2 separate regions of the Podarcis muralis genome follow, and region 2 is linked to region 1. Evidence: chromatin contacts called from public Hi-C data. All regions are on one chromosome and are shown on one strand. The core of a region is the stretch at or near the end of the contact, and the rest is flanking DNA. Distances in the headings are between cores, read along the strand shown. Region 1 holds the start of RALBP1 (ralA binding protein 1). Region 2 holds the start of VAPA (VAMP associated protein A).

Evidence for each region. A called contact is a pair of places that touch in the nucleus more often than the background predicts.
Region 2: a contact with region 1 is called in a Hi-C map of blood, with 2.9 times the contacts expected there. The contact joins the promoter of VAPA here to the promoter of RALBP1 in region 1. A contact is called at or near these places in 2 of 3 Hi-C or Micro-C datasets (blood and tail).

Annotation. Positions count from the first base shown.
Region 1 is chr8:48,832,801-48,835,359 of rPodMur119.hap1.1, forward strand. RALBP1 (ralA binding protein 1) reads left to right here and starts at 1,271. Exons shown (of 10, transcript XM_028737361.2): 1 at 1,271-1,547.
Region 2 is chr8:48,969,360-48,971,918 of rPodMur119.hap1.1, forward strand. It overlaps VAPA (VAMP associated protein A), which reads left to right and starts at 1,270. Exons shown (of 7, transcript XM_028737362.2): 1 at 1,270-1,852. The coding sequence starts at 1,777.

The DNA of each region.
Region 1 (2,559 bases), core at 21-2,520:
ACAGAAAGGATTGAAATACTTATGACTATGAATGAATCATGACCAAATCCATTAAATGGCAGGTGTCTTCAACTTTCATACCCTTTCTTTCAACCTTTATTCTCTTCATTAATTTATAAAACTGGCTGGGAGCTGTACTGTACAACAGGAGACTGGTTGAATGTTGTATGAGCTTACTAATTATAAGAAACAGGGTGGGAGGCTGTTCCTGAAATAACTAGATCCAGATTACAGTGTAGCTGAAAGGGACAGAGATCTCACCATACTGAATTACATAAGAAACCTATGTAGCTTAACATGTTCTTGTCCATTTGCTAAGATCGGAAATGAGAGGTGTGTTATTGTGTACCTGTTGGCCAAAGAGACTACTGTCTTTTCTGTGCACAATTACTTAGGAATAAGGCACATTGACAGAACTGGAAATTACTTTTGAGCAAGCATGAATAGGACTGCACTGCACATAAACTTCTTATTGTGGACCAGCCTATTATTTACATTCATGCCCAGATGGATCCTGAGAAGTTATTTCTCCTTGAAATGCTAGTAAATGCCCAAATGAGTTGTGAGCTATAGTCTTTCTTAGACATATTACATTTTTTCACTTACTTTGTTCATCTCTACCCTGCTTGTCCTTGTTCTTTTGTTTAAGGTGAATTCTGGATTACCTTACATTTGGAATCTCTAGTTACAGATGGGTAGCCGTGTTGGTCTGCCATAGTCAAAACAAAAAAGAAATCCTTCCAGTAGCACCTTAAAGACCCAACTAAGTTAGTTCTTGGTATGAGCTTTCGTGTGCATGTGTATCTGAAGAAGTGTGCATGCACACGAAAGCTCATACCAAGAACTAACTTAGTTGGTCTTTAAGGTGCTACTGGAAGGATATTTTTTTGTTTGGAATCTCTAGTTACTGGTGCCCATTGAAATTTGAAGGGTGGAAGGAAGACCAACAATAGGTAGAGCCAAATCCAGTGACAGGCAGAGCAAATTCTAATTTTGTTAAAGCGAATTATACCACAGAGGAACGGACACCACTTGGGCGTAAATTTAACGTTAATTCGGACGCCTATGCAATGCGCATGCGTGCTCCTGGCTCAAACCATCGCTTGCACCCCCCCTCATAAGACTACATCTCCCAAAATGCATCAAACAAAAAAAAAAGGGCAGGCGGGACTTTCTACCCGTTATATAAAAATAGGGAGAACAAGTGCGCAGGCGCATGCTCCCTTCTCCGCTCCTCTTGGGTAGCTTGCTCCCTCAGCTACTACGACAGCCCCTCCCTGTGCGTCATGCGCGTGCGCTGCCTAATTCCGGCCTCTGCCCTCGATAGCCAAAGGGCTGCAAGAAACAGGCCGGAGAAGCGGGGGGGAGGAGGAGAGAAGGGCGCTCGCGCATGCGCCTCCAAACTGCCTCCTTCTGTTCCCTATACCCGACCTTGTAAGCGGGCGGCGAGGGGATGGGGCGCGGAGCGGGGCCCGGGTGAGGCCGAAGAGGAGCCAAGCTCAGCACAGCCGTCCTGCCAGCGACGGGCTCCCCACCCACCCGCTCAGGTCAGTGCTGGAGCCATGCTCATGCGCGTGAGGGCTCCCCACCCGACCCGGTTCTCCCTCACATCAGCTCCGTTGCCTCCGAGAAGGGGGTGAGGGAGGGAAATGTGGCCGAGCCTGTGGGAGAAGGGCATTAACTGAAGCGCTCTCTGAGGCGCGCATGCGCTAGTATGCCTGTGCAGCGCCCCCTAGCGCCTGGGGGCGCCTTGTGACTGAGGCCCGGTTGGGTCTCAGGCTGCCACTCCCTTTTTCTCCTCAGGATTGCTGAATGGGGTGTTGGCATATTGGCACACCCTGCGGGTGGGATGCAAGCAACGTCGACATTATCAACCACTTTGAGGTTTTTTTTTGGGGGGGGGGTTGCACTCAAGCGGTGTATAAATTTTATGAAATAAATAAATACTCTGCAACAAGTGGTTCAGGTTGCAATCCTATGCACGCTTAACATGTTAAAAAGGCCCTTTGCATGTAGTGGGGTTAACCTCTGAGTAAATGTGTGTTGTCCGAGTATCTTCCACTCACCATCATTCCCCCCACCCACTTTTGCCTGCTAAATGCTCCCGGTGACTACTTATGTGGACTCTCTTAATGCATAAACATGCCCCTTTGAGACTATGGCAGGATGGTTAAAATATAACTAATTAATGATGTTAAACTGCAACCAGCCAGCCCCCATTCACAAGCATCCTGTTTGTAGGATCAAATAAACTTATGAAATGGGAACACAGTGGTAACTATTGTGATTCAGGATGCATTTATGTAATGGTTTTTCTTTTTGGGGGAGTAACTGTTGCAGTCTTCCATGTACCCTTTCTTGGTTACTTAGATGTGCAAAAATAAACAGGGATTTAATTTTTTTTAAAAAAGGATTACAGAAGCTCATATACCGTATTTTTCGCCCCATAGGACGCACTTTTCCCCCTCCAAAAATGAAGGGGAAATCTGGGTGTGTCCTATGGAGCGAATGCAGGCTTTCGCTGAAGCTTGGAGAGCGAGAGGGTCGGTGCGCACCGAC
Region 2 (2,559 bases), core at 20-2,519, 140 kb after region 1:
TAACATGTCATGCATCCTGAGCAAGACTCATAATTCCTGTACCTAAACAAATATTGGCACAATTGTCTTTTGAGTTCAGATGCTTGTAACTGAACAATTTCTAGTCAGTTACTTCATTTTAGTGGCTGCCCTAAGATCTGTTCTTTTCTCTCTTCTTTTCCAGGGTTCCCTGTACAATTGGGTACGTCAACATCTATATTTTGTTCTCATTGTGACAACATATATTCATTTTAAATGTGACACATTGATTGTAATTCTACTATGTCTGCAATGGGTGTGCCAATGCTTTTATTATTCCTCATACAGTATATTTTTATTACCACTGCAGTTTAATTCTGATGTGCTCCCCACCATATATTCCAAGTGATAGCTGCTTATCAATAAAAATATGTGGAATTGCTTGGAATTTTATATATTTTCAGATAATTCTGTTATCAGTATTTCCACACCCACACCCTTGTGCCAACCTCAATTAGAGGGTCAAGGTCTCAAGGTGCAAAAAACACTTTGCCAAGGGAAACTGGGCAAAGATAGTGAGCAGGCTTATTCTGCTAAACAGATTGTGCGATCTTTGCAAATTTATAGCCAGACCAGCAATATTTACGGTGGTAAAAATAACAAAGCAAGCGTTATTGAAAGAACTCAAGTGAAAAATAAATAAATCCAGTTTTCCTTTCTTTCTGATCCTCAGCGCAAAACATGTTATCTGTTTCGAATTTAACATTAAGTATTTAACCCGGCCACTCCTGCCACACGGGGGCAATTAAATGTCCCCAGCACTCAATGTACAGAGGGAACAGAGACTCGGACGCGCTACCTTTCTAACCCAATTCAACTCCGTTTCTCCTTTGTTTGGCGACTACAACTCCCAGCATGCAACGTCCAGAGAACTAGAGAGCGATGCATGCTGGGAACCAACAGTTCCCAGCCCGCCTCCTTTTCCGCTGTTGGAGACTCCCGATGCTTTAACCCTTTGGTGTCATTTTCTCCTTCCGGTTTGCCCCGAGTACCACACTGTATCCCCCCCCCCCACCTCCTCCGGAGGGGAGAATTCCTTTTTGACTGCCAAAAACCCAAACTTGTGGCGCCTTCAGGGCGCGCGTGACAGCTCCCCCCCCCCCATCCCGGCCCACGTGAGAGGAGGAGGAGGAGGAGGCCCACGTCTAGCGACCAGACCTGTCAACCGACCAGGGGGCGGGGGGGGTGGGGGAAGAGGGACGAGCAGGCGGAGACTCGAAGCGGCGTTGGTGTTATGTGTCTTCGCGCGTGGCCGTGCGTGCGTGCGCGCGCACGGGCCTGCCTGCCTGCCTTTCTCCCCATAGGCTGACGTGCGGGTGCCAGAGCTTGAGGCGGCCGCTGCCCTCGCGCCCGTGCCGTCGTCGGCGTCGAACGCAGTGCGCTGGGCAGCCGCGCGGGGGGTTCCTCACAGAGCGAGCCAAGTCCTTAACGGGAGAAGAAGGGGGGAAGGAAAGCGGGCAAGAAGAAAGCTGAGGCGGCGGCGGAGAGAGAGATAGAGTTTGTGAGAGAGAGAGAGAGAGAGAGAGAGAGGAGGAAGGAAGGCGGCGCGCGCGCCTCTCTGTCCGCGCGCGCCTCTAGAGGGAGCAAGGAGGAGGAGGAGGCGGCGGGCGCTGCTGCTGCTACGACTGCTACTCCTCGGTCGGCGTCCCTTCCCTTCTCTCCTTCCTCCCTCCCTCCCTCCCCGACCGGAGTGTCCTCCCTTTACCTACCCACCCTCTCCGCCTCCTCCTCCCGGACTGAGCGAGCGAGGGAGCAGCGATGGCGGCCGCCGGGGCTCTCTCCAAGCACGAACAGATCCTGGTCCTCGATCCGCCCACCGACCTCAAATTCAAAGGTACGAGAGAGCGAGAGCGGGCGGAGGAGCAGGAATCCTTCCCAATGGGTGGGGGAGGGCAGCGGCGGCGATGCCCAAAAGGGTGGACGGGGAAAGGCAACTCTTTCCTCCCCCGCCCGGCGCCGTGTTTAGCGGTGGGGCTGAGAGATGTGGGGCGGGGAGCGGAGCGGGCGGCAAGAAGGCCTGGCCCAGCCGCCCTCCTTCCGCGGAGATTCGGGTGGGAGGTTTGAATCGGGAGGGACGGGACGAGGCGTCGCCGTCGCCATCTTGCTCTCTCCTCCTGTCTTCTCCCGCCCCGGTTCGCCGTCGGTGTGCGGTGCTGAGGCGGGAGCCTCTCTAACCTCCCCCGCTTCCCCGACCTCCTCGCGTCACCCTGAGCAGCGGGCTTGGCCGGCCCCAGTTACGGCTCCATCCGCCGGCGGAGGGCGAGAGAGGGAAGCTGGCCTGGCGAGTCTGCGGAGCCGGCCTTAGGCGCTGCCAGCTCCTCCGCCCCTCCCCGGGCTCCTCTTCCGCAGCGCAGCCTGGACCAGGCCCTGCTTGGGCCAAATCTCCTCTTGGCCGGCCACCAGCTCGCCGCTGTCAGAGGAGTGCGGGGACGGCTTTCGCGCCACCCGTGTTTCCACGAGAGGCTCAAGATGCGGCTGGGCAGCCCTTGTATAAGATGGGGGAGGGGGAAACGCTGCACGTTTCCTACATTTCCAGGCGGC